Regions from separate parts of the Mus musculus genome. Here all the other regions are linked to region 1. The links are chromatin contacts, called in public Hi-C and HiChIP or PLAC-seq maps. All regions are on one chromosome and are shown on one strand. Each heading gives the region's core, a stretch centred on a gene start, on an enhancer-like site or on the middle of the called end of the contact. The rest is flanking DNA. Distances are from core to core; before and after follow the strand shown.

Region 1 (5,785 bases), core at 1,959-4,458:
TTCAGACTCCAATTTTAAAAGGTTTATGCTTTGAAAGGTAAAGAAGACGGGTGTTGAGAGACAAAAGAAGAGTAGATGATGCGCTCAGTTCCTTCTCCAGGAGTCAAAGTTATCCCCAGTAAATGGAAACAGATAGATACAAAAACAGGAGTCTGGTTTTAGTGTAGTGCATTTAAGATTGTCGGGGGGGTGGGGGAGAGGGATCGACTCCCTTTCAATTAAAAATACAAGTCACTTATAAATTTTCAATTTGTGTTCTAACTTGGAACACCAGTAAGTCGTTGGATTAGTGTATTCAGAAGAGCAATTGAGAAAGGATAGTTTCACAATACCTTGAGAAGGGATGAAGCCCAAGGAAACAAATTCAAGTCACAGAACTCTCTTTTGGAATTTATTGTGGGGGATGGGGAGCTTTTATATTGACAACAACCAGTGGATTTTAAACCTACATGACCTTTTGGGGTTAGTCTTAAGAATGAAATGAACCCTGAGATTATCCTCTCCTGCTATGCCTTTCCCCTCGGCTACCTGCTGGCCGGCAACTTAGCAAAGAAACCGGCAAATCAAGAGGAAGTAGAAGGTGGCCACCGAGCTGGCGAGGCTTTCGGAAGCTCTGGAGTGCTGAATGCAATCGCCCCGTGACCGTCTTCCCTCTGGACTGCCGTACCGAGTCAGCCTCACTGCGCGCCCCGGAGAAGGCACAGGGCAGCTGGCCGCTACCGGGAGTCCAGAGCCGCGGCTCTGCGGTGAGCCTGGAGGCTCCAGCGCTGCCCGAGCATCAGGGCGGGGCGGGGCGGGGCGGGGCAGCCAGACGGCTGCGCCCGCCAACCTAGCGTCCATTACACTTCCAGACCTGGGACTCCAGGGAGCGGGTGGCGCCCAGCCTGGGCAGGAGTCGCGAGGAACAGACGGGCTTTCGGGAAGCGCCTCCTCTGAGGGCGCGGCGGCGGTTGTACTGTCGGGATGGAGAGCAGCGGCCGCAATTAGCCTCAGCGTTCCCGGGCCACTCCTGCCGCGCTAGGGAACCGGGAAAGGGGACCCGGGAGGTTGGTCGCCACCCCAGCTGCCCTAGAGGCCGCGCACCTGCTCGCGGCGCTGCTGGCCAAGCTCCTTGGGTGCCGTGATGCCCCGGGCCACCTCCGGGTAGCAGCGCTCAGGGAACGCCACCGCCTGATTGCGCGCCGGAGCGCCCCGAGCGTCGCCACCGAGAAGTCGGGCGCGTTCCCTACCACCTGCCTCTTAAACATCTTGTCTGCATCTAAAGAACTCAGGCTCCGAGAATCAGAACCCTCTCCACGTAGCACCGGAGGAGGAGAGCAAGAGAGGCCTGCTGGCTGCAGGCACCTCTCCCCCTAGTGATGCAGTTATTTATAGCTCAAACTCCTGCTGGAGTCTGCCAGAGCTCGCGCGCGCCGCTTCGCCGTGCGGGGCAAACTTTTCCTTAGATCCCGCTATTCCGGAGGAATCGGGACAAGGTGGCAGGGTGTCGGTTTCTGGTCACCAAAGTCAAGAGGCTTGAAATGTATGTTTGATGTGTGTGTGTGTGTGTGTGTGTGTGTGTGTGTGTGTGTGTGTATGTGTGTGTGTAGCAGATGCTGGTCCACCTGCAGACATAACCATCAGCTCAGAGGCACGTTTTTCTCTCAATGGATTCAGCGTCAACACAGACTGCAGATGTGCAAAGTGGGGCCAGAAGGTCAGGCTGTTCCAAAGTAGGGTACTGTACCGGGTTGGGGATGTTGAGTTAACGAAGAAGGGTGGACGAAGAGAATAAAGAAAAGCCGCGTGAAATCTTAAGTTTTAGGAATAAAAGAATCGAGGACCAGTATGCCCCCTCCCTTTAGTACTGCTATGACCTAAATCTAACAGATCTCTCGCCCTCCACACCCCCGAACAGGCTTCTAAAGTATCCAAGAAATCAACCTTAGAAACGCAAGCTTGTCAGATGAGGTACCGGTATTGTGACACTGCTTAGCAGCAAGACACTTCCTTTGACAGGATTTATTTTTCCCCAGCTCCAACTACAGGCACCAAAAGGTATTTTACCTTTTGCCAATGGTTCAAAGGAGACGCAGGGAAAAATACCCACGTACAGGCGTATCCTGTGGTCAAAAGAAGCCTCCCCTCGCGTACCAGAACTCGTCCCCAGAGGCCAGGACTGGCTACTTGGACTCCCGGAGTACCGGACCTGGGCCAAGTGACGGGAGACTTCTCACTCGGTGGCCTCTCCGTGCAAACTGCCGGCTGCGGCCAGTCCTCCCGGCGGCGGGTCGAGCCCGAGCCCCGCGCGCTGCCTCCCCTCGCGGCCGCATTGTTTCGAGCGGCAGCCGAGCGCCCACCGCAGGCCCGCGCCGCTGCCGCCGCCGCCGCCGCCGCCGCCGCAGTGAGCGAGTCGGCGGGAGCCCGAGCGCTCGCAGCCACGGAAGTCTCGGCTCCTCCGGGGAGGCTGGGGGCGACGCGGAGCTCCACTCCCCAGGTTTCGAACCAACTCTCACTGTGGCGTCCACGGCAGGCCGACCGCAAGAGAAGGAGCAAACGCGGCGGTTGGAGCTGAAGACCCGAGATGCCGGATGCAAAGGAGCTCGCTCGCCCTTCAGCCTCGCCACCATGGCCCCCCGAGCTGCCCGGCTGCAGAGCGCGCGCCAGTCCCCGGCCACCCCTTGGAGCTCCGGGGCCCCGACTAGTCCCGGCCGGTCGCCTCTGGTCGATTGGAACTGAGGGCGGGGAGGGGGCGGGGGGTCGAGGGAGGGTCGCCCGGCGCCGGAGGCGCGGCGGCCAGCGCCGCGGACCCGTCGGCTCGTGCAGGTAGACAGCGAAATAAATAAGTCAGAACAAACTTTGCTTTCCTCTGGCCTTACCTTCCTTCGCAGCCTGCGCCTCCCCCGTGTGTGCAAAGCCAAGCAGCCAGATGTAACACAAAATAATCCACGAAGGGAACCGAGTTTGAACAACCATGGTGCATGAGCAGGTTTGATTTTTTTAGGCTGCAGTTGGGTCGCAGCTCTTTAGATGCTGTTTGCTCCGAAGTGGGTTATTATTGTTGTTATTATTGCGCTCCTCGCATCGATCCCCTTCTGGGTCCCAGGCCGTCTGCTCCACGCTTAGCTGTTTGATTTCTCTCTCCCCCCTCCGGTTCGTTCGCACCGTGTTTGCTGCCTGCAAGTCTCCGACTGCAGACCGGCCGCTTGCTCCACACTCCAATAATATCAATTAGGGGGGAGGAGGCGGGGCTACGAACCCAGAGCCTCCGCCACTCCGACTGAGTGGCAGCCGCAGCCCGCCTGCTAGGCGGCGATTCCCACGGCCGGGGGGCGGGTCCCTACGAAGTGGCCGCCTCTACCTTGGAGGCGGGGTCCTGAGCAGGAGCCAATCAACGCCGAGCGGAGTCGGGTTGCGAGTCCAGGATTCCCTCCCAGATCGGTTGCCGGGAAAGCGGGGACGAGCCGCGTTAGGCCAGCGGCGTGCAGTCGGGAGCACTTGGCTTTTAGCTACTGCAGCTTCACTGAGCTGAATAAACCCGAGAATAACTCTCCCGTCTTACACTCCTGTATATAGCAGTGCTGCTCAACGTCTTCTAGACGGCATAGGCGAAACAAGCCTTCCCTCAACTACCAATCACCGACCCCGACCCGGACAGTGAAACTGAGCTATGCTTTTAGAACGCCTTTTACTTTTTTGTTAGCAGCCTCAGCAGGTCGGATAACTTTGGTTTTCTGCCTTTTTTCTTTCTTTCTTTTCTTTTCCTCTCTTTTGTTTTCAAAAGTTTGAACTTCTGTTCTGTAACTCGAGAGGCATGTTTAACTACTACTCCCCTATCTCTGGAAAAATAAAATTAATCAAAAGTGCCCCCCGCCCCCCAAAAGAAAACCTTTCAATGTTTGCCTGAGTTCACAACAACCTATGACAAAAGAAACAGGGAAAGTGGGGCTGGAGAAAGGAAGTCTTTTGTTTTATGCTCGCCTCTTCTCTCCTTCTATCTTCAGTTTCTTCTCAGGCAAAATAGGACCTTAGAAAACGTTTCTTGTCGTTTTTACTTACATGCTTCTCATTTTCTGGGGTCTTTCATAGGTTGCTCTACTTGAATTGTTTCCCATTTCGCTGTGTAAATAACATTCAGTTCTAAAGAAAGCCGCCAGGTACTAAATTCACATAGCCATTCCTTCTACTTGGGCAAACATTTACTATTTTCTGTAGTTAGTCCATAATTATTCTGTAATTATCTTTCTAAAAAAAGCTAAGACTAAAAATGTAACCAACATTTCCACTTGAATTCACCCAATCCTAGCTACAAGAAAAAAGTGTGTGGAGAAATCTGTTTTCCATTAGGCAGTTTTGCACACTTTGCAAGCAAGAGGTGGTTGACATTGTAAAATGAAAATCTTAAAAATGTAATGGCCAAATCATCTATGTCAAGGGTCACACTGAGTAGATAAGTACGTCATATTTTAAGATGGATTTTCCTTTTATTGTTCTATATTTTTAAAGAAAAGGAAAGAAAAATAAACACTCATTGATGATCAGCCTTTATTTCTGATGGACAAAAAGTTCAACCTCGGACTTCCTGGTTGACCTCTGGAAATGTGTGCTGGTTTCTCTCTGATATGTACAGGAGGGATAGTGTAGATAAAAAGAGATTACAGCCCCCAGATTCTTTTCTATTTTTACGGTTTTCTTCTGTTGTTTAACTTGCCTAATATAATTATACCAAAGAAAGAAATGAAGTTTTCCTTCTTTTCCAATCACGTCGCTTCTGTAGTTTATGTATTAAATTTTACGTATTGCTAGACATTAGGTCTATTGAATATTTTAGAAATTATGCTTAAAAGTCTCTTAAGTGCCCTTTAAAGATGCATAAGAAATGGAAAAGGCTTCATAGATTAATCTTGGAAGGAGACAAAACAATATAGGCAAAGCACACTGGTTACAGAGAACACGAAGCCTTATTAACCCAAACAGATGCAATCAGGGTAAAAGTTGGAAGCTCAAAGTCAGAATTAAAAATATAAATCACTCTTTAAGCTTTAAAAACTCACAAAATCACAAGATGATATGTATTAAACAATTTCTAATCGTCAAAATAAATTTTCCAAGGTTTCGACATTTTCTCTGAGGTCTCAACATCCTAGATTGCCACCAAGATAGCTTCAACGGTTTAAAATACCCCTTTCATCTACTGAAGGACTCCTACTTGGTGATAGGAATACAAATACTTCCCCCATTTAACCAGGAGGCTTCAGAGAATGTACTGTTTCTTCCCCTGAGGAGGGTAAGTAGTGTGGAGACTCCTGCTAGTGTGTGCTACTTCTCCCATCAGACACAGGCACAATTAGAGCCACACCCTTTTTATTTATTTATTTATTTAAGATGTAAGTTCCAAATTAGCTGCTCTTGTGCTGGGCTGCTGACATTCCCCCTTCTGAGCAATACAAAGATGTTCATGTCTGGGATCACCAACCTTCTTTCTTCTGTGCTATGTAGATATGTTGATAAAGAAGACAGGATACTGAAATGAAAATGCATGACAATTAAGAAGAGAATGTTCAAAGTTTAATGTTTAATAGCGTGTCTTAACACGTTATACTAAAGTATATTTTATAAATAGTAGAGCACATATAATTCTATTCCTATGTAGAGCTATGGAAATTAAACAGTAACAAAAGATTCCATGTTTTAAAATAACAGAATACATTTTCTCACATCTTTTAAAAATGGATAAGTTTAGTTGGATACCTATGTTTTATACAAACTATTTCTTGACCAATTTTAGAAATTCATGTTGTACATA
Region 2 (5,785 bases), core at 1,689-4,188, 390 kb after region 1:
ACTTTATCCACATGTCCACAGTCAAATGTGCCAGGTACCTGGTCTTGGTTGATACGTACTTTGAGTGGTTGTAGGCATTCCTTATCACCAACAAAAGAGATCAAACAGTCTCTGATCTCCTCCTCCATAAGATCATCCCTAGAATTGGAATCCCTGCCTCCTTCCAGTCAGACAATGGCCTTAACTTTACCTCCTGAGTTTCTCAAACCCTGTCTAAAGCCTTCAACATTCTTTGATATTTCACATTCCATACCATCCCCAGTCCTCAGGAAAGATAAAACAGACTAATTCCTCCTTAAACAACACCCTTGTCAAACTATCACCAGAACTTCACCTAGACTGGATAAGCTTCTGCCACTGGCTTTTTCCAGGTGCCAGACTCTCCCTAGCTGTTCTCCTTACATCTCACACTTTGAGCTCCTATATGCATGACTAGTTCTGACTCCCAGTCTTTCACTCAAACCCTACATTCCCCTGATCACCTACTCACTCACCTACTCTGTCATCTCTGATCCCCACTGTGGATATTTACTGACCATTGTCTACCACGGCCACATACTAACTTCTGTCCACTTCCTATGAACTTTAAAGATTAGGTCCTTCTCTCCCCTCTGGAACATCATCCTTCACCCTTTCTTTCCTAAATGGCAGGGCACCTCCAAGGTAATTCTTGTGACATATACAGTTGCTAAACTTCAGGAACTTCAGGTTGTCTCACCTTAAGCTTTTAATCCCTCTACCTCAAAATAACTTCTCTTCTTACACATTAACCCAACCAGAACGTTGCTCCCTTAACTTCAGAGAACACTAAGACCAATAACCAGTTCCTGAAGAAGGAAACTTCACTCTGGCAGCTATGCTCAAACCCTCCTCTGTTGGGTATAGCTTTCTTCTTCTTCTTCTTCTTCTTCTTCTTCTTCTTCTTCTTCTTCTTCTTCTTCTTCTTCTTCTTCTTCTTCTTCTTCTTCTTCTTCTTCTTCTTCTTCTTTTCTCTCTCTCTCTCCCTCTCTCTCACTCTCTCTATCCCCTCTCTCCCTCTCTCTCTCTCTCCCTCATTTGTTTCTATCCAGAGTAAACTTTATATATGGAGAATCTAAGTTCAAGACATCCTCAATTATAACAAACAGTCTCTAAAAATAGGTTTGAAAATTGCTCTATAGCTGTATGCCAAGACCCAATCAAAATTTCCATCAACCCCATATACACTGTTCATTCTGAATTGAGTGAACTTATATTTGCTTCCTCTTTGACCAGACAGAAAGTTACTGTCTGGTCAAAGAGGCTAGACAGATATAGAAGCTGTCCATACTGGTCTTGCCAATTACACACACCAATAGCACATAAAAATTACCTCTACTAACTACTCTCTTCTTCCATATCTGAAGCCAAAGTAATTGCAGGTGGGAAACAGGCATTGTTGGTAAATTCTACAGCCACTACAAAACTGGGCTCTTGATAAGCATGATTTATATCCAGAGAAAATATGTCCCAATTACCCAGCCCCTGGAGTTAGGAGAAGTACAAGAGGTAATTAAGCTTTTATCCAAAGTCATTGCCTCTTTGATACCCCATCTCCTAAATACAAACTTGTCATTTCACATCCTGCTTCAGATTCTAACTTTGGCCCATAGGCTCCTTAATGTCAACCAACCTGGCTGTTTCAGAGATTGCTGGCTATGTATACCTCCTGGGACCACCTCACAACTGCCACTTACAGCTTCTCCAGTGACCCTGTCAGATTGCTAAATTTCACCTTTCACTAGCTTCCATGACACTGGTGTTGCCAAGAGTCCCCAACTTTCCTCTATCACCCTCTTTGGCATGGCAAACTATTTTAAGGCATCTGCAATTTGTTCCATTGGTGGCTAAGTTCCTTTGACTGGATGAGAACCATAACTCCCATTACCTCGTCTCTGTCCCAATGCTCAATAGTACATAACACCTTGATTATTTGTGCTACTCAGGTCTATCATTTCCTTCCTGCCAGTTGGTCAGAATTGTGTGTGCTGGTGTTTTTCTTCTCCAAATTAGGAATGGTGCATGGAGAAGATCCCCTACCAGTCCTCATTGGTCATAGACTCAATAGCTGCCCAGTATAGCAAAAGCATAGTTCAATTCTTGCCCCTCATGGCTATTGCAGAAGTAACCATGGGTTTTGCCACGGGAACAGAAGGACTAAACACTTCCTTAACCTTGTATCATCAAATTTCTTTCCAGTGTACCCAAGATCTTTAGCAGGTAACCCAAACCATGCTTAATTCCCAAGGATGGGTTGACTCCCTGGCAGAGGTGGTACTTTAAAACCTGTGGGGACTACACTTTCTTACAGTTGAAAAAAAGTGGCCTTTGCCTTTTGCTCAAAGTGGTATGTTGCTTTTACACCAACAAGTCAGGTATAGTGAAAAAAGAAATCCAACAACTCTAGACACACCTCCAGAACAACTCAATACCTGTAGTCCCTCAGCCTTTGAAAATCCCACATGGAAGTAGACACTGCCCTTCCTGACCCCTCTTCTTATTATTCTGCTTTAGTATTCTGACTCTGGTTTATCAATTTCTTCTCCACATTTCACCAAGAAGAGATCCAAAATATTTTCAACCAGATGATTAATCAATTACCTTTGCAGAACTACCAACTGCTGGCCAAGGAGAGGTGTGAAGCCTATCAGAAGTGGCATGATGGTGATGGTGATGGTAATGATCAGCTGTACCCTGGATAGCAGGTTACAGTATTTGCTGCTGCCCTCAGACAGCAGAAAATACTTTAAGCGAGCCAATGTCCTTATCCCCACTTCACCATCAGTCCCCTTCTAGTTTCTCTTCTTTATAATAAACAAAAGGGAGGAATGTTGGCAATCAGGCACTTCCATTGCCAGCCTGAGGGACTTGGTGATTACTCATCATCCCTAGCTGCTGAGGGATGACTCATTGTTCCCATGACTTCCTGTTGTATGTCATTCTCCTGAGCATGCACCATATCCCTACTCAAGGCCCTGTTCCTCCTCTCCTCCCCCACTTTTTTTCTTTCCTCCAGCCAGATACAGCCTCTGTATCCCCTTTCTTTTCCCTGAATAAACCTCCCTCCTGTCATATGGTGTGACTATGGATCCTGCCACTTATAATCAACAAGTACTACTATGCAACTGTTGTTACCCTACACATGTAAGCACCATTTATTGCACTTTTACAGATATCTTCCCATAGTGGTCAATATTGTCTTTCATAGGCGTTGGTGTTAGGTGGAACTATTAAATGTCCCCTCCTCTTGCCAACATACATAACAATTGCCTGAACTGTGGAAGCTAGACTACAAGAAGGAAACTTTCAGGTTAGATCCAGTTCAAAGAATCTGAGTCCTGGCTCCTAAGTATGCAATGTCTCAGAAATCAGTGCTTCAGTCTCTGAGGGACACCCAAGAGAAAGAATATTAGTCTATGTGTTTTAGGGAGTTGCATAGACAACCCTGACCAAACAAGGTGGTGTCTCATTCTTGGAACAAGGGCTTTTTCTGGTCTATGCAACACTGGTAGCCCTGGTGGCTGAAATTTTATATATATACTCACTCATATATATAATTTTTAATATTATGTATATAATTTTAGGTGAATAAAAATGTTGTGATTCTTTTAGGGCTTATTCAAAATTTTTGCATTTCTTTGTCCCCCCTCCTCCTTTCTTCCATACTGATCTCCCTTCCCACTCACCGTTTAGAACTGCTCTACCAATTTTTCCATTTATTGTTTCATATTCATTGTGCTATTTATCTGTTTTCTCTCCCCCCTGCCCTGACCATGATTCTGTTAGACTTTTCAGGCCTATACAATTACTTTGTATTGTGTATTTACATCTGAAGAGATCGAACTCAGATGAAAGGGCTGTTTATAATTCTTATCACCATTCTATAAGGTAGGCAATATTAACCTCTCATCTCCATTACATGGAAGAGAAACTGCAGGTGTAGGAGGTTATACAACCTTTTTGAACTCAAAGCTCTTAGATGGTATTATCTGTATTTAGGTCATTTTTCTTCTGACCCTGGAGCCAAGTCTTCATGAAGATCTATTCAAACCCTTAAGGAATTGTTAAAACAAATTCTAAGATTCTCTAAATAAATCTAAAATGGATTAGAAAGTAAAGAGACATTAAACTTAGTTAATTAAATTTCATAGGGCACGTTCTTCATAAAAAGCTTAGTGTTACATTCCACCGTCTTGTCAAGTCATCTCCCCTGCAAGACCAAATCTCTTACTGCATCCTCAGCTTGGGAGTCTTCGCAGTGAATTCAAGGTGCTTCATTCAAATGAGATCTAATGCTGTGTGGTGTCATTCTGCATGAAAGCTCACTGCTTTTGTAACCATACTCACCGCTCATTATGGTAATCTTAATGGCAGAATCATCTCAGCACTATAATTTTCTAACTTACTTGCAGTTCATTTAGAAATATAGTCTTACTGAAAGATAGAGAGATATCGCACAGAACTCTTTGGTTATAGATTCTACATTTGAAAATTATATTGAATACAGAACAATGACTCAGCAAAGTATAACAGTAGCCTTTGAATCAACAAAGCAACTCACTAAATAAAATGTTTAAAGATGTAAATTATAAATTTACATTATTTGTAGTAAAAAATTCTACTGGCTTACTTGGAATTTAAAATTATTTTAGAATAAATGAATCACTACTATGTTGGCTGCAAATATGTATGCATGTAACTTCTCTAATCAATATTACCTGTAAGTTCTATCCAGGTATTTTAGTAGTTACTAAAGACAATTATAAAGGCACAATATGCTTTTACCCTACAGAGTTTAGAATTCAGAAGAAGAAATTAGAATAATCATGAGAACAAATGTAAAATTTGAATGTGTTTTATGACAGCTTAAGAGGTCATATAACGAAGCAACAAAAGAGTGAGAGGTTGCCAGATACGTGTGGTCTGGTGATATCACTATTAAAAGGAAAGATGGCTATATTCTTCAATGCAACAGCTATAGGAAGGAAGGATATGACATTAACCAGGGATGTGTATAATCTCATTTAAGATGAATTTTCTGTCTCTCAGGCATGTGCAAAATGAAGGAAGGCTCAAGTTCACTGTAGCACTCAAGCAGAGACAATAAGTGACTGTATAGAAATGATTATGCTTATGTAGGACACTTGCATTGTAATTAAGGAAAATAAATAAGAAAAATTACAAATATAGAATACCAACATACATCCTGAGAGGGGCATTTCAAGGTAGATACAGATGCTGTGTCAAGAAAGAATTGCTAAGGAGAACTCCAAGTTCATATATTGGGCAACTGTAGGTATAGTGGAGCTGCTTACTAGGACACGACATCAGAATTAAGGGAGAACCACTATAAATTCAGTCATTAGAGCTGAATTTGAATTGATTTGAACATTGTAATATTGAAATTTCGACATGCAACAGACCTAACCTTGACACATAATGAAGATCTAGGGAAGACTACCTTGTGGATTATTCTAGATTGCTAAATTGTGTTCCAGAAAAATGATAATTATGAATGAATATCCTATAAAATCAAATTAAATATTAATATACTACTATGGGAAATTATATTATAACCCTAGAATATCAACCTGAATGGATAACGAGTTTTAATTTCCATTACAGACAATAGAAAAAAATTATGTTATGTTATAAAGGGAAGAGGGATCATTGAATAAAAGAAAGCTTATTTAAAAATAAAGTTAAGCAATGTCATTCCAATGCCACATGCATAGAAACATAATATATTAAAAATTCTATTTCCATA
Region 3 (5,785 bases), core at 1,706-4,205, 340 kb before region 1:
AGAAAGGCAGCTACTATAAGGAGAACCAAGCATCCAGATCCAAGAAGGGAAAAGATAGGAAGGTCTCCTTTCTGAAAGCCCCTGCTACATGCACAATTGTTGTTCAATTTGGAGTAGTCTTACAGGATTGTCTATTATTGGAAGAAACAGAAAAGATGTATTGAGTGGTTTTAAAAAGTCTATTAGATTTGTAGTCACATGGTTATATAGAAGTTCAGAAGAGAAATGGGGAAAAGCTCCTGAGTAGTGCTGAGCTTCATTTCTGGTTACGTATGGTGAAACGATGCTCATAGTAACAGTTGTGAGTGTGTATGTGTATTCACTGTATTCACAGAAGATAGATGTTAACAGCAGTATCTGGTATCCTACCCCCTTAAGTATAAAATGTTTAAGTGATTCTGAATGTATTTATAGACATGAGTACATTTGATCTTGAATCAAGGTCTCTAAAACTGGTGAAAACACTTATGCTACAAGCAAGAGGACCTGACTACAGGCCACTGAAGCAAAGATACAAGTCACAAACCACATGAAACTCAAGAAGAAGGAAGACCAAAGTGTGGATACTTCGATCCTTCTTAGAAGGAGGAACAAAACACCCATGGAAGGAGTTACAGAGACAAAATGTGGAGCAGAGACTGAAGGAATGACCATCCAGAGACTTCCACACCTGGGGATCCATCCCATATACAATCACCAAACCCAGACACTATTGTGGATGTCAACAAGTGCTTGCTGGCAGAAGACTGATATAGCGGTCTCCTGAGAGGCTCTACCAGTGCCTGACAAATACAAAAGTGGATGCTCACAGTCATCCATTCGACTGAGCACAGGGTCTCCAATGAAGGAGCTAGAAAAAAGACCCAAGGAGCTGAAAGGGTTTGCAGCCCCATAGGAGGAACAACAATATGAACTAACCAGTACCCCCAGAGCTCCCAGGGACTAAACCACCAACCAAAGAAAACACATGATGGGACTCATGGCTCTAGCTGCATATGTATCAGAGAATGGCCTAGTTGGTCATTAAAGGGAGGAGAGGCCCTTGGTCCCGTGAAGGCTCTAAGCTCCAGTGAAGGGGAATGCCAGGGACAGGAAGTGGAAGTGGGTGGGTTGGTGAGCAGGGGAAGGGGGGTAGGCTTTTCAGAGAGGAAACCAGGAAAGGGGATAACATTTGAAATGTAAATAAAGAAAATATCTAAAAAAAAAAGAAAGAAAAAAGAAAAAAAAAAAGCTCATTGAGCTTGATGGAGATATAAATAAGGACTCCTCAGAGCAACATGGCAAGCAAGAGTAGCTAAAACAGTGAGCTCAATTTCAAGAAGAGACCAGGTCTCAGTATACAGCAAAGGAGTGTAATGCCTGTTATCAACTGCATGGCTTCACACACACACATACACACATACACACACACACACACACACACACACACACACACACACATGCACACTCATTAACATAGATAAACAAAGCACACACATGCACATATAATAAACATAGTAATGAATGTTGATGGGTGTAAAGATGTATAAAAGAATAGAGAGAAGTAGTAGTTGAAATTGAATAGAAGACTCAGTAGTGAGACCTAAGAACAAAAAAGTCAGTGTGTGCTTAAACTACAGAGACAAGAAAATATAGCTGTAGAGTTAAATATTTAGGAGAATGAATTCTCACTTGTGGTGGATCCTGATTTATTCCTGCAAAATAATGGAAATATTGAGAAATATTTAAATTTGTAACTTTCAAAGTTATGCTACCTTGGTCTTGTTAAGACACTGAATGACACCATAGGAAAATAAATAATTATGTAGGTTGTAACTAAATCATTGACCTGAGAGAGGGGATCTCATCCATTGGATATCAAATCAAAATGCCGAAAAAGATGGGTACAAAGAAAATGTCTTAGGCTAATGAATGAGACAACTTTGGACTTATACTTTTGTTTCAAAGAAAAATAGAAGCTTAGAAATATATCAAAACAGGGGGCTATCAACTTAAATTCTAGTCTTCAATACATATTTTCAAATGTCTTTTGTGGTTGCAGTTCATCTGTGTTACTAGAAGCAAATTATCATTTTTAGGCACTAAAATCACACAGAAAAAGGATTTTTTTTCTTCCATTTCCTTAAATTACCCCATGGACAAATTATTACTCCTCATCATCACCTTCTTTAGACAGAAGAACTTTAGTATTTATTATCTTCTTCCGGGTTGGTAGCAGAGCATAACAAGTAGCAATGACTTTACGACAGGGCACACAGTGGACAGAGCAAAAGAAAGAGGCACCTTGTCAACTCAGGTAGAGTCATTTGTGATTCAGAAGATCAATGTGCTGTCAGACGAGCTTCATGCCTTTTAGTTAGGTAGAGGTACGTTATCTTTTTACGTTCAAAATTAGTGAGCCCTGTATGAACTCAAGTATTAAAAAGCAGTGTGAGATCTATATTCATTCTGTACAGTTATCTTGGCCACGCTTGAGATCCTGTAATCAAGAGAGGAAGTAACCAGGTCCATCAATAACCACCTGGAGCTACCCAAGCAGCAGGATGCGCAACAGGGTAATGGCAGTTGCAGGACAGATCTCCCAGGATCCTTTTTGTTAAAAAATATATAAATTAAATTTTAAAATAAATGGAAAGAGAGGGAGAGAGAGAGAGAGAGAGAGAGAGAGAGAGAGATATCCTTGCTTCACCCAAGAGAGAGAGAGAGAGAGAGAGAGAGAGAGAGAGAGAGAGAGAGAGAGAGAGATATCCTTGCTTCACCCGTGCAGTCTTCCCAAGTTTGTCTCTTAAAGGCTTATTGAAACATTGTTTTCTTCCAAATACTCCTGGTAGTATTTCTTCCTGCCCTTTCTCAAGCAAGTTTATCTTTGTAAAGGGAACACTGCCTTGGATTCAGTGTGGCAATTGTGGAACAGTGATTCATTGTTTTCTTCGACCTTATGTACTTTGGACAAATTGTGCAGTCTCAGCCTGAAGCACCTCCTCACTTCCTCAAGCCTTTTTGAAATGCTGCTGCTGCTTGAGTAAACGAGAGCAGATCACAGCCTCTTTCTGTTTCTAAAGTCCAGAAAATAATAGGCTTCTCTCCAGTTCTCACGCACTACTGACTGCTCTGAAGAGTGGTTGATAGAGTGCATACATGGGGAAGCAAGTAGCAATGGAGGGGAAAGGAGAAGAAACCAAGAAGCCAACAAAATTGTTATATTCCAAGTAGACTATGGGTCAAAAATTAGATTTTCAATCACCTCATGGCTGAGCCGTCTGCCTGAGAGTAGTCGCAATCTAGGACAGCTGGGCCAGACACCTATGGGTGAGCTTTCAAGGAGACCGCATGGCCAATTGAGTAGCATCTGGAACTGCTTTGCCTGCACTTAACCACTTATTTTATCTCTCCTACACAGTATCCTTTCTAATAAATCAAATAAGTCTCTTAATTAGGGAGTTCTGTTGTTTTGGCAACCTGTACAGGGCAATATAGTCCTCCATTGTTTGAAAGAGAATAAGTGTTTGGGAGCTCCTAGTCCTCCAGCAGAAAGATAGCATTAAGCAAGAATAATTGAGGAAGCAGTGCCTGGACAAAGGCTTAGGAGTGAGCTCTGCATAGTATTTCTGAAGGCACTGGGAATGAGAAAGGCTTTGTTCAGTACTGTGCATGCCATTGTGGCTCATCATATACCACCACTATATGCTGTTGTACTATGCCATAATACCATTGTTGGTTCATACTGCTCCATTGCTTATCTCTCCCTATGGCTTTCCTCTCATTCTTTTTCAAAAAGTCAATAACAGCAAGCTTTGCTAGCTCCTTTCTGACACACAGAAGATGACTAAATGGCAAAGCAGTATGTATTAACTTGTAGTTAATTAAAGACTTGGAATTTCAGAAAATATTTACATTTTATAAAGAATATTGAAAGTATACAGTGAAGAAGCCATATATATATATATATATATACACATATATATGACAGCCATATATAATATGAATGTTTTATTAGGAATATGACTTTTCCAATATCCCTCAGATTGGATTATTGAACACATACTGATCAAAACTGGCAGAGCTAGAAATGGAATCTACTCTGTATCAGGTCTTTTTTTGTTTGTTTGTTTTTTGTTTTTTGTTTTTTGTTTTGTTGTTGTTGTTGTTCTGTTTTGTTTTTCAAGACAGGGTTTCTCTGTGTAGCCCCGCCTGTCCTGGAACTCACTCTGTAGACCAGGCTGTCCTTGAACTCAGAAATCCGCCTGCCTCTGCCTCCCAAGTGCTGGGCTGTATCATGTCTTAAACAGCATCAGTGGGAATATGTATATAGTAAGACTGCACTCATACAGAATCTGGAACCTAGAACAAGAGTCACTCAGTAAAAACTATTTAGAGACTAACATTTTTCTGTTGGCATGTCCTGTTTCGCTAAAATATTAGGTTTTATATGTGCATGCCCATAATGTTAGGCTTAAGTTATTGTTTGGCAACATATAGATACCCTCTGTCCTTTCTAACATTAAGTAATAAAGAAAGAATTGAGGACTTTGATCCATATAACAACAGGCAAATCAAATAGACCTCAAGAAGTAATCTGTTGACAGAGCTATATAAAGGAAGAAGACTTGCCTTAAGACACAGGCTTACTTCCTTCAGTCTAAAGATGGACTGTCCACCCCTCTGTGCCTCTTTATAAATTGCTCTTAAATAGGTGGCTTCAATTATATTTATATTCTATATCCAATAAATTATCTCTAATTGAGCATAGAATTTTTCAATGAATATGCCTCAAAATAACAAAATAGTGTTCTCCACATTAAACTCTGTCACAGCAACAATGTCCATATTTCTTCCCAGAAGAAAAATTTGTATGAGCATACTTTTAATCCCAGCACTTGGGAGGCAGAGGCAGGCGAATTTCTGAGTTCGAGGCCAGCCTGGTCTACAGAGTGACTTCCAGGACAACCAGGGCTACACAGAGAAACCCTGTCTCAAAAAAGACAAACAAATAAACAAACAAACAAACAAAAGAACAAAAAAAAAAACCCTAGTTTAATGCTAAAGATATAGCTCAATGGTTAAGAGCATTGACTGCTCTTCCAGAGGTCCTGAGTTCAATTCCCAGTAACTGCATGATAGCTCATAACCACCTGTCATGGGATCCAATGATGTTTTCTTGTATGTTTGAAGATACATACAGTGTACTCAGAAATAAATAAATCTTAAAGAAGAATACTAGCATTGTTTTGTTTTGTTTTCAGACAATATCAGCTGATAATCAAATTTCTTTCCAAAAAATTCTCATAATAAAGATACTAAACTTTAAAAAGGTCGAAAGAAATGTTTGAAATAGAAAAAAGTTACTAACAGAAAGGGAGTTGTATTTGTGAAATGACAGCTATACTCTATAAATTAAAATACGAGTAAAAGAGTACATAATGGGAGTCACTTGTTTAATGACGTATATAATAAAAAAGACAAGTTTACAGAACAGGAGCAGTACAGGGGAATACCGCGGCATGGTTGGCTGCCAGTCCTCAAGACTCAATTTTGCAAAGATTCTATGTTGAAAACGTAAGAAGATGTGTGAGATTAAAGGAGCATATTTAAGGTTCATTTTTATAACACTAGTTTTAGAAGAAGAGCCAAGAGAAAGAGCAAGCAAAATGTTCGGAAAGCTGACAATATTATCTAAAACACTCTGCAGTTAAAAAGACGTCAAAATCTGAAGGGCTCACATATCTTTATGCAAAATAATGACTAACATTGAAATCTATGAAGGAGAATTTAAACCACCAACCAA
Region 4 (5,785 bases), core at 1,992-4,491, 320 kb before region 1:
CTAGGTAACTGATTTTAGGAAACAAAACTTCTCTTAAGTAGCAGAGACTGGTTCTCTTATTTTTCAACACATGTCACTATGACAGTGCTGATCTGTTCTCATTCTCTCTCTCTCTCTCTCTCTCTCTCTCTCATCTTTTCTTCTTTATTTTCTATCTTCTCCTATAAGTTCCTCCACTGCCTGTGCATTGTGAAAATCAGTCCTTTCCCCAAATTCCGATTATTTAGAACTTTTATATGCTGACCCATAAACCAGTTATCTAAAGAAATCAAATCACGTGGAAATTTCACTGTAAGGACTTGACTATTAAAAGAAAAAAAATGTTCAACATATATGTTTGGTATGTAATATATAGATGCAATAGGTATACATCTTTATAGTACATAACTGTAATACACATATGACATACTATAAGCATCTCAATGTTCACACATACATTGTATGTGTGTGCATGTGTGTGTGTGTGTGTGTGTGTGTGTGTGTGTGTGTGTAAATTAAGATGCTTATGGTGTAATTTAAAACTAATCAATTTGAATCATATACCAGTGAGCCATTACTATAACTTGTGCAACAGACTTTGAGTTTTAGTTTATATTTAAAATAAACCTCATTATAAGATTCAGCCTCAAATTAATTCCAACGGGCAGTTTGACGTTTATGACCAGCCCGCCTTGGCTGCATTTTCCCTATCCTGTGGGTAATTTGCTTCAGCAGTTTTCCATCTCTCTTCATTCTCTTAATATACTTAGTGAACCAATTTCACATCTGTTAGATTGTAAATATTTGGAACAATATGTAATTGTGAGAATAGCATAGGGTTTGCCTGATCATAATGAAATGTGTTTGACGATTATAGGGACAAATGCCAATAAGAATCCAAGTTCAAGGATCCAATCTGTATCGTTTTATAAATTGAAAGGTAAGTGTAGAAGCACAAAGAATGTGAAAAACAAAATTAAAAACCAACAGCAGCAGCAACAACAACAAAACCCTCACCCTTGTCACTTTCAACTTTCCACTATCATATTTTGGAAATATTTTACATATAGTCAGTTATTTTCAAATCACAACCCTCTATTTTGTTAAATTAGAATAGTTGTTTTCTTCCATGGCTTAAAAATAGAGTGCACACTCTGTAAGCCTACTTCAGATAGGCTCCACTTCGGGACTGGGAGGCCAGTAGAACATGCCCCATTCACAGTCACATCTTAAGATTCCTAGAACAATATCTCCAGGGTTTCCAATGGGTAGCATGTATTTGGGAAGCATTAACAATTTAAAAGCCTATGGCTCTTAGAATTTTTCTTAAGATCCTTTGCATTTTTCTTTTCACAGAGTTTCAATATGGGGACCTGATAAAGGAGGATTAATGTAGTTTAACAAAGTGGAAAACTAATTGAATCATTAACTCACCATTCAGATTCAAATACCTTCCCTCCACACCTCCCCCTCTGTTTACACTTCTGCTTTGCTCCTCTGTCGGACCCCTTTCTTTTCTCTTATTGCAAAAACCTCCTTAGTCTCAGCCCTCCCCCTAAAGGTCATGTGAAAATGCACGTGCGACCAGTCTGCAAAGCCTTGGCTCAGGCTGCAAGCTCAGAAGGTCTGTTCTAGACATTAGGAATCTTAAATTTCAGTGATTCCTTGGATAGCTTAGAACCCCGGGGCTTCACATATGTTAGCACAGAAATGTGCCTTGCTGTCACTACTTTTAAAACTTAGTACTCGGCAATTCTGAATTACTTTCCCTTAATGATTTTCCATTGGCTGGTTGCTTCTAACCACTAGTGGAAAACTGAACAATAACTGAAGCTGCGTATAGTGGGAACAGGTAATCACTTCATGTGTAGTTAGAACATAGGTACACTCTGGTAACACACAATGTATTTTCAAAACCTGTTTAAGTAGCATGTCACTAATGAGTCCTTCTGAGCACCTATTTTCTGCATCTCAGTCTTCCAGTTGTTACAGAGCCAGCAGCCAATGTTCTCCTTTAAGCACCAAGCCAATGACAGTAAGTAAGCACTTAAAGTGCTACACCCAATAGAATATTTATGTTAGCCCGATTCATTTTAGGTTCCCAAAATTAAAAACTATCACCATTTGCTATTGAAGGCAAACTATTTTTAGCTTCCTCGAAATACTCTATTAACTAAGAAGATAGCACGGGATCATTTACAAATAAGCAGCTTTTTAAAAATCATTGCTAGATTTTAAACAGTGTGGTGACCTCTTTATCTTCATAATTGTTATACAAATAAATGTTCTAAGAAATTCCTTGGTTGTGTTTTGAACCGCCAGAAAGAAACAGTGGGCTCAAACTCATGTTTATCATAAAGCTTGCTTGGAGGAATGCTTAGTCACATAAAGAACAAACAATTGTTTTCTTAAGTAAGACCAGGACAGATGAAAGTTTACTTGCAATCAAATGCAGTTTTAGTTGTAGAAGCCTAATACAATGCCTGACAGAAAAGGTGTCCTTAACTAGTTATTAGTGGAAACTGAACCATCCCAATGTCTCACCCAATGGGGTGGCTCCCGACCCCACTTCTAATATTCTCTTCTTTCTAACTCTCAGGCACCTTCTGGCTGGAGTCACATGCAAGGTGATGTTTCCTTGAGAAGAAAGATGACTAAGACAGGACAGCTTGCATGAAGACTCACCATTGCACTGTTACCTGACACCCACACACTCACACACAAGCCCCGAGTGCAAATTAGTTGTGTATCAATTACAAACTGTCATTGTTTATTTTTATTGCCTAATACCAGAGACCGAATTATAGCTGACTATCAACACCAAGGTTAGTTTTGTATGAGAGCTTTTACATTCGAAGCAAGGTTTGGCATTGCTGTAGACTTGTGGGTGACCAGACTCAAAAAAACAAAACAAAACAAAACAAAATAAAACAAAACAAAACAAAACAACAACAACAAAAAACGTTAGAAGGAAGTATAGGGTGTTGAGTTTTTGTGTCACTGGAGCAAGGTGCTTCATGGTCCAAAGAAAGGTGAGAGAGGCCAATTTTTTTTTCTTGACAAAGGTAGATAAAACTCAATGATAAAAATATAGATTGTCTCCATAGCATTTAGAATAATGTCGGGGGTTTTCCTCCTCTCAATTCTGTTCTTGTGTAGTATCCGGCACTAAACAAAAACAAACTTCGGCGTGGCTGGGAAACCTCAGAGGAACGTTTTTATGGCTCCCCCACACAATGCCAGCTGCTCCAAGCTCAATGCTGGCACTGAAATCCAGGACAGGCGGCCAAGACAAGAAGGGGCCTTGAGAGAGGGACAGAGGGGCTGGACGTTAGGTTCCGTGATTTTCTTTCTCCAGTCTCTAAGTTTGATCCATCTAAGGGTGTGTGTTAGGAGCATCCTTCATCCAATTTGCTCCCTGTCCCGCTTTAGACTTGGTGTCCTGAATCCAGACAAAAGAGGACTGACTGGAAGTACAGTTTGGATATACCGCCTTCCTTGCCGCGGCAGATGTCTTACCCACTGCTCTTTAAGGATTCAAAGTCCATAATATTACTAATAACTCCACAGACTTGTTTGCATTTCCCATGCTACATATAAATGTCAGAGGCAATGACTTGCAGCCCCCTTTAATCTCGTGACAGCTTTATTATCATTGGTTGGCTGAACTTCAAGAAAAGTTATGACAGTGGCGAAGTTCTGCAAACTGCAGCACATATTTCTGTAATTAGGTAAAGGCGGAGAGCTGCATTTAGAATGCACAGCTAAAATTATTTGCTAAACACTTAAGATTCGTACGTCTATCTGGCTCCTCCCAGGATAGCTTTTGAAGGATGATTTACAAAAGCACTTCTTTTACCATGCTACCACGTTTCCCCTTCAGTTGAGCTGCTGGAGCAGCAGCTGCAACTTCACAGTGGATCTTCTGATAAAAGGAACATGGCATTTGCGGTACAAGAAGGTGGAAGCAAGGAGGGGGCAGAGGCGCACGGTCCAGTTTCCTGATTTGAACTCAACACTCTCACACGACTGTATCTCTCCAGGGAAAGCTTTAGCATAGAACGATGATTGTTGTTGTTGTTGTTGTTGTTGTTGTTGTTGTTGTTGCTGTTGCTGCTGCTGCTGCTGCTGCTGTTGCTGCTGTTTATAATTCTGAACTCAAGATTTTCCAATATTGAAAAAAAAAGCCACTTGAAATAAAGTTTTGATCTAACACATGTAGAAACATTTGTCTTTTCACTCAGTTATCAATAAAGATATGCACGTAATAACTAGTAATAAAATGTGTTTAATATCTTGTTAAGAGGTATCCTTCAATAGTCATCTGAAGGATTTTTTTTTCTTCTAGGATGGCAGTATCTCAACGGACAACTCCTTCATATGTTTTAATTTGTAGCCCAAATCATGAATATCACGAAAAGATAAAAACCCGCGGCTGAAAAAACAAGCCAGATTTTGCTTAAACGCATAATTTTAGACTGCTGCTTCATCTTACGTTAGCTACCTACTGCTAGAAACTTCAGAGCTTCGTTTTGATTTGAAACTTATATTTAAATAAGAGTTAATATGAATATCATTTCATAAATCAAAGAAAATGCTTACACTTCCATGGGAAAATATCTTTATTTTACACTAGAGAACCATCAATTCTGCTTTATTTTTCCTCTCTTGTCAAGGTTCTGTGCCTCTTTTTATGGGGGAAACCGAGGAGTTCTTCTCATTCCTTTCCAGATTTTTTTCATTTTTGATCTTTCCTCCTTTCTCCCTGTCCTATCTCCTTCTCTTCCTTCTCTACCTCTTCTCTCTCTCTCTCTCTCTCTCTCTCTCTCTCTCTCTCTCTCTCTCTCTCTCTCTCTTTCTCTCTCTCTCTCTCACTCACTCTTTCCTTCTTTCTCTCATACTATATAAATACCTTGGGTTGTGATGTAAAGTAGAACTTCATACACTATAAAGAAATAACTAAATAAAATATGATAGATACATAAAATCTAGAAACAGGAGTCTTGCAAAGTGCTTGCCACAGTCCCTGACTTTAAATAGGGTGCAAATCACCAGTTTAGTTTCATCACCAAGTTCTGAATCTTAAGGAATAAACAAAAGCAATGCCTGGGAGCAGCTATTCCGGATCATAGGGAGCGGCAGATTTCCTCCTGGGGTGATAGTAAAGGGACTTCTTACAGAGCAGTGCCCTGAGCATCTCCTTGCTTTCCCCATTCTGGCTGCAAGCAGCACAAACCACAAATTCCTGTTGCCTGTCTTCTCTCTCTGCTGTCGATTGATTCCTGACCCACAAGCATCATCCCACAAGCGCGCTTTTATGTTTTAGGTTTTGAGCTGTCTGGCTGAATGCAGGAATATATAGTTTCCTTCTGAAATTATGTGTGCTCTGTATATTCTTCAAAGGTTTCATATCAGTATTATCTCTTTCCATTGTGCAACAACTGAGTGTATGATTATATTTTTAATTCTTGTGTATTACCAGCCATAAAAATATTTTGTGAGGCTTGATCTTACCCATGCTTCATTCAAAGTTGGTATGCTCTAGAAAATTTAAGTGTCCCGTTCAAGATCACCATTTACAAAATCAGTCACCCTTTCTAAACTTTCCTAATATGATGAACCTTTAATATAGTTCCTCATGTTGTTGCCTGGATCCCAAACCACAAAATTATTTTGTTGCTACTTCCTAACTGTAACTTTGCTAAAGTTCTGAACTGTAATGTCTACCTGATATGCAGGATTATCTGACATGTGACCTCTGTGGGGTTGTGACCCAGAGACTGTGAACAGCTGCAGAAAGTGAAAA
Region 5 (5,785 bases), core at 2,344-4,843, 270 kb after region 1:
TGTAGATGCAGAGATACAATAATTAGAACACTCAGTAACCCTATAAAGACATTAAACTAGAAGTCATAATATATACACAAAGAACAAATAGATTAAGAATAAAAAAGCAAAATTAATTAAGGAGGGAGAGAGAGACAGAGACAGAGACAGAGAGAGAGAGAGAGAGAGAGGAGAGATACAGAGAGAGATACAGAGAGAGAAGTGAGAGAGAATAAGTCCTACCATGACATTATGAGATAAAAAAAACTTCCAAAGATGCTGCTGTTGGCCTTCTACTACTGGGCTTGAGGCATATACTTAAGAGTAGTTTCTCTTTCCAGTCTGAATCCCTTGGAGAACACTAACTTTTCATTTGCAGGTCGTTATCCATTGGATATAGCTTCTGGGTTAGGGTTGGGGCATGTGTAGACGTCTTACATTTCCAGGACCTCATCTAGTGCAGACACATGGAGGCCCTGTGCATAATGCTTCAGTCTCTGTAAATTCTTTTATATGTCAATTTTGCTGTGTTTACAAGACCTTGTTTCTTTGGTGTCCTCCATCCCTTCAGATTTGATGGAGACACCCTGTTTAGGAATGAGTATTCTAAGGTCTCTCACTCTCTTCATAATATCTGACTGTGGTCCTCTATATTTGCCCCCCTTAGCTACAGGAGACATTTAGCTTCTCTCATGATGGCTGAACAAGGCACTGATCTATAAGTATATCGTAATGTCAGTAGGAGTAATTTTATGAGTATGTTCTTTTAGTAGAAGAGTGTGTTAGGTTTTACCAAAAGTCCCTGGTCTATCTAGTCTCACCTAGATTCTCTAAGTTGTTAGTCATCCAAAGCAGTAATGTGTATTGGTTGCATCTCCTGGAGTAGGACTTATAACAACAGTAAATTGGTTGGCTATTCTCACAAACTTCATGTTAACATTGTATTTTCTCTATTCTTTTATTTATTGGATATCTTATTTATTTACATTTCAAATGTTTATTCCTTTTCCTGGTTTCTCCTCTCGAACCCCCTCATCTTGTCCTCCCTCCCCCTGCTTCTATGAGGGAGTTCCCCCACCTAACCACTCCTCCTTCCTCCCTGCCCTGGCATTCCCCTATACTAGGGCATTGAACCTTCACAGGTCCAAGGGCCTCTCCTCCCATTGCTGTCCAACAAGGCCAACCACTGCTACATATGCAGCTGGAGCCATCCATCCATCCATGTGTACTGTTTGGTTGGTGGTTTAGATCCTGGAAGTTTGGGGGGGTCTCTTTGGTTGATATTGTTGTTCTCCCTATGGGATTGCAAACCCCTTCAGCTTCTTCAGTCCTTTCTGTAACTCCTCCATTGGGGACCCTGTGCTCAGTCCAATGGTTGACTGCAAGCATCAACCTCTGTATTTGTCAGGCTCTGGCAGAGTTGTCAGGAGACAGTTGTATCAGGCTCCTATCATCAAGCCTTCTTGGAATCCACAATAGTATCTGGGTTTGTTGTCTGTACATAGAATGATTCCCCAGGTGGGGCAGGCTCTGGGTGGTCTTTCCTTCAGTCTCTGTTCCACACTTTGTCTCTGTATTTTCCTTCCTTGAGTATTTTGTTCCCTCTTCTAAGATGGACAGAAACATCCACATTTTGGTCTTCCTTCTTCTTGAGCTTCATGTAGTCTATTAATTGTATCTTGGGTATTCTGAACTTTTCAAGACTCCATTGTTGGTTGAAGTTTGGAGTGTTTTTATTTGTATTTCTCCTTTGGTAGTGTGCAGAGTACCTTTGAAACACTAGTCAGTAGGCACAGAATCTCTGTATAGGCACAAGCTCAATTGCTCCATGTTCAATTGGTTTTATAGGTATTCTCTTTAGCAATAGGATATTTTCATCCATTTTTGGAGAGCAACCTATATCCTTGGAATTAGCCTGGGTTGTTTTGTGGTTCTTATGGGAGCTATAGGGCAATCACTTAGTTATATATAACCCATTTCCAGTAACAGAAGCTTCATATAGTGATAAGGGAGAAGTTTGAAAAGTTTGAATATAGAACTGCAATCCTCTTGGCTCTCATGAGCATGACATAGCTCAGTTTACAGAATAGTTCATGTAATGGCTATGTGGATAGGTACTACCTAACTTAGGGGTTTAAGACTGAGGATCTAACTAGTTGGGTCTAGTATGTAGAATACAACAAGTTAAAATAATGAAAACGATGTATTACTAATCAGATTTATAAATGCAACATTCCTTATGATATAGAATGCTTCTCCTTATTTTTATGAAAATTACCTTTAACCTGAATTGAAAATGTCATTCTCCCAAATGCATCTTTCTATTTTTATCACATTTTAAAACTACTCTGAACGACTCTTAATACCACTTTCTGTCTTAAACGTTTCTAAGAAAAATAATGCCAAGCCATATATTCTAAGTTTCATGCTCAGTATTTTATATATGATATTATGTTGAGAAAATTAAAAAAAAAATAAAACAGATGAAGAAACAAAACCCCAATGTAGTCTGAAAAGTAGTGATGAGGATCATGGAAGAGAAGGAAACCATGATTTGACACTGAGATCTCTTAGCTGTGCTTATAGACTGACATGTCAAAGACTTAACTTGGTCTAACAGGCACAATGGACCAGATCAAGGCCACAACAGACTCAGTGGCTTGAAAACAGGAAAGCAGAGTTGATTTTTTTTTTTTTTTGTGATTTATAATTTATTAACCCTATGCTGAAAAAGTAGGCACAGTGAGTGGTAATGAGAATTTAAGTTAGGCAGAGTTAAGAAAATCAGTGTGAGCCCTTAAGTATAGGGAGACAAGTCTGGGTGTGCTGTGTTTGGTGAGGTACAGTGAGTAATTATGGAGGGATCTGAGGGAGATGGGTATAACGAACATGAGGAAAATGCACTGGAGAAGTTACAGAATGCTGTTAGGGAAGTCAGCCATTAAGAGAGTTCATTAAGTTAGTTATCAACCCATCCATGGATAGCCTGCTTTGCAGTGGGAACTTTAAAGAGGTAACTGGAGGAGAAAGTTGGAACAACCTCAACTCATCATCCTTCATGAAAGAGTGGGGAAAAAAGACTACAGGAACCAAAAGCACAGTTTTTTCAGCTCCAGTGTGGGGGAATGCCAGGGTCAGAAAGTGGGAGTGGGTGGGTTAGTGAGAAGGAGGAGGGGGAGGGGATGGGGGAGGGTGGTTTTAGGAGAGAGAGCCAGGAAAGGGGATAGCATTTGAAATGTAAATAAAGAAAATATACAATAAAAAAAGATGAGGGGATTTCATCTTCAATGTAAACATTTTTATAAGTGATGGCTATCTAAATTGTAAGAAAAAAATGTATGTTAGTAACTTGCTGATGTGATAGGTGATTGGAAATTAAAAGAAGACAAACAATGACTGGTTCTATCCCTTAACTCTATGGTCCTGTGGGAATTTAGGGATTGTGTTGGCAGGAAAGAGCAAAAGCAAACATTGAAAAGGAAAGAGGGTGAAAGTGCAACAAATGATCTGGAATGGAAATTTTTTCTTCAACTGGAAATCTTAAGTATGAGAAAATGAGCTTATCTGCTCTCTTGGTTAAACAGCAGCCAACCAGCAACTGTGTTTCTTCAAACTGTTTATCTGTGGATGACTTAGTCCAATTGCTTCAAGTACAGCATTCCTGAGGTCAAAGTCATGGGTCTGATGCTTTTAAAGAATAATTAACTTTGCTCTAACCTGTGGTCACAGCTCATATCCCAGTTCCTGACAGTTATCATTGTTCATAAAGAGAGACGAGATAAAAGAGTAAGACTAGACTGTGAGGATGAAACACACACACACACACACACACACACACACACACACACACGAGAGAGAGAGAGAGAGAGAGAGAGAGATCCAGAAGGTCATGTTTATTTATTTTAAAAACAAATTTTGATGCCCACTTTCACCATGATTTTTTTTTTAAATAAACACACTAACTTGTTTAAACCATGGTGTAAAATTGAATGTTTCTAAATTAGCAAACTAGAAGAATTAACTAAAGAAGACATTAGAGAACTATAAAAATTATATTGACAGCCATACTGTGTAGCATGATTAGCACAATTTTTTAACGATTATTATATTAGATTAACCACTTATGGTATAGCAGGTTTTCATGCATCTATCTATCTATCTATCTATCTATCTATCTATCTATCTATCATCTATCTATCTACCTATCTATCTAGTTGTTGACATTTAAAGCTTGACTTGGTGCAATTTTTTAACTTTTGTTATATTTTATGTGTTTTGGTTTTGTTTAATTCCACAGAGCTACTAGTGTTGTATGAAGTGCCTGGCAAATAATGAATAATTCCTAAATCCACTGGAATACTTAAAATATTATTTTTCCAATTGAAAGTGAAAAATTATGAACTTGAAAATATTTTGTTGCCATTTAGAAATATTATGAGTGTAGAAGTTCTTTCATTGAATTCTTCCTGCTTTCTCATAAGAATTCTCTGTGTCACTGCTTAATTTTTATTTAGAATATTTTGGTTTTATCTTCACATCTATAGTGCTACTTAATTTTAAAAATGAGTAATTTTAGTTTCGCTATCACTGTGTTAGCATGACACTTTTTCCCATACATGATATTTTAGTCAGTATGCTTGTGTATCAAGTAAATATGTATTATATATGCATTTTATTTCAAAATATATAATATGTTATATTATTAAATTATAACTTTTATCTACCTATCTTTTCTAACATGTGAGAGGAATTCTTAAACCTTGTTTATAAATTCATTATTTTAACAATGCCAGTGATCCTTCTGGCCTGTGCCTTCTCTCTGGGCAGATCATCAGTTTGTCTGCTCCTCTGAAGACTACAGTCTGAAGACATCCCAGGACATCTACTACATTCAGATCAATAGGAAAGGGACCTTCCCAAACAAAGCATTTGGGAACCCTGAGAAGCCTAGCAGATGGAGGACCTATCACCTCCGCTCAAAGGATCATCAGCTTATCTGCCCCTCTAAAGACCCCACAGTGAAAAGGTCTTCCAGGAGATCTGCTGCACCCAGGACATGTAAGAGACCCTCCTAAATAACTGCAGAAGCTGAGATGCCCTCCCCCAGGAGCCCAGAAGACTAGGGACACATCCTTTCTGCTTAAACTCTACCTTCCTTCCAGCCTGCACCTTTCTCCAGGGCAGATCATCACCTTGCATGCCTCTCTGAAGACTCCACAGTGTGAAGGCATCCCAGGAGATCTGCTGCACCCAAGACAACTAAACCCACTGCCTGACGGCCTCCAAGGAGATTTGCTGGACCAAGGGTAACAGACCCAAGAGTCTGAACATCTCCCTGGAGATCATCAACTGCAGCCAGGGAAACAAATCATCAGGGTATATGGCCCTCTGAAGACCCCATAGATTGAAGACTTCCAAGGAGATCTGCTACAGCCAGAACCACAGGTCTCCTAAGGGACCTGCTTCAACTCAGGGACAAAGGACAGAGGCTCCAGAGACCCCCCACCCCCGGCCAGTTAAAACCAGAGATAACCAGATGGAGAGAGGCAAGCACAATACCATAATCAACAGAAGCCAATATACTTTGGCATCATCATAATCCAGTTCTCCCAAAACACAAAGCCCTGGATACCCTAACACACCTGAAAACCAGGATGCTGGCATAAAATCCTATCTCATGAAGCTAATAGAGTTTTTAAGGAGGATATAAATAGCTCACTGAAATAAATACAGGAAAACTCGGGTATACAAGTAGAAGCCCTTCAAGAGGAAACAAATAAACACCTTAAAGAAATGTTGCAAATCA

Evidence for each region. A called contact is a pair of places that touch in the nucleus more often than the background predicts. HiChIP or PLAC-seq counts read pairs in DNA pulled down with a chosen protein or histone mark.
Region 2: a contact with region 1 is called in a Hi-C map of bone marrow-derived macrophages, with 3 times the contacts expected there. The contact joins the enhancer-like site here to the promoter of Epha7 in region 1. A contact is called at or near these places in 1 of 39 promoter capture datasets (liver), 2 of 484 Hi-C or Micro-C datasets (ECoMG myeloid progenitors and bone marrow-derived macrophages) and 2 of 115 datasets of contacts at active chromatin or transcription factors (bone marrow-derived macrophages and embryonic stem cells).
Region 3: a contact with region 1 is called in a Hi-C map of the N1E-115 cell line, with 3 times the contacts expected there. The contact joins the enhancer-like site here to the promoter of Epha7 in region 1. A contact is called at or near these places in 2 of 39 promoter capture datasets (hematopoietic stem and progenitor cells and stem cell-derived epiblast-like cells), 1 of 484 Hi-C or Micro-C datasets (the N1E-115 cell line) and 2 of 115 datasets of contacts at active chromatin or transcription factors (embryonic midbrain and embryonic stem cells).
Region 4: a Hi-C map of uterus shows a contact between it and region 1. The contact joins the enhancer-like site here to the promoter of Epha7 in region 1. A contact is called at or near these places in 3 of 39 promoter capture datasets (embryonic stem cells, hematopoietic stem and progenitor cells and neutrophils), 8 of 484 Hi-C or Micro-C datasets (cerebellar granule neurons, granulocyte-monocyte progenitors and uterus), 5 of 115 datasets of contacts at active chromatin or transcription factors (embryonic forebrain and embryonic stem cells) and 1 of 9 other capture datasets (liver).
Region 5: a contact with region 1 is called in a FOXA1 HiChIP or PLAC-seq map of pancreatic cancer cells. The contact joins the enhancer-like site here to the promoter of Epha7 in region 1. A contact is called at or near these places in 2 of 39 promoter capture datasets (both in liver), 2 of 484 Hi-C or Micro-C datasets (liver and pancreatic cancer cells) and 1 of 115 datasets of contacts at active chromatin or transcription factors (pancreatic cancer cells).

The regions. Positions count from the first base shown.
Region 1 is chr4:28,810,554-28,816,338 of GRCm38.p6, reverse strand. It overlaps Epha7 (Eph receptor A7), which reads right to left and starts at 3,208. Exons shown (of 17, transcript NM_010141.4): 1 at 2,859-3,208. The coding sequence starts at 2,955.
Region 2 is chr4:28,421,669-28,427,453 of GRCm38.p6, reverse strand. No RefSeq gene overlaps it. Among named protein-coding and RNA genes, the nearest start is that of Gm25378, 59 kb to the right of the region's middle. Within about 2 kb of position 2,938, at least 53 of the 459 cell types and tissues checked have an H3K27ac peak or open chromatin away from gene starts, as enhancers often do. A contact at or near this core is called in bone marrow-derived macrophages, where this site is marked.
Region 3 is chr4:29,149,846-29,155,630 of GRCm38.p6, reverse strand. No RefSeq gene overlaps it. Among named protein-coding and RNA genes, the nearest start is that of Gm52716, 60 kb to the right of the region's middle. Within about 2 kb of position 2,955, at least 21 of the 459 cell types and tissues checked have an H3K27ac peak or open chromatin away from gene starts, as enhancers often do. A contact at or near this core is called in the N1E-115 cell line, where this site is marked.
Region 4 is chr4:29,131,592-29,137,376 of GRCm38.p6, reverse strand. No RefSeq gene overlaps it. Among named protein-coding and RNA genes, the nearest start is that of Gm52716, 42 kb to the right of the region's middle. Within about 2 kb of position 3,241, at least 16 of the 459 cell types and tissues checked have an H3K27ac peak or open chromatin away from gene starts, as enhancers often do. A contact at or near this core is called in uterus, where this site is marked.
Region 5 is chr4:28,540,224-28,546,008 of GRCm38.p6, reverse strand. No RefSeq gene overlaps it. Among named protein-coding and RNA genes, the nearest start is that of Gm25378, 180 kb to the right of the region's middle. Within about 2 kb of position 3,593, at least 16 of the 459 cell types and tissues checked have an H3K27ac peak or open chromatin away from gene starts, as enhancers often do. A contact at or near this core is called in pancreatic cancer cells, where this site is marked.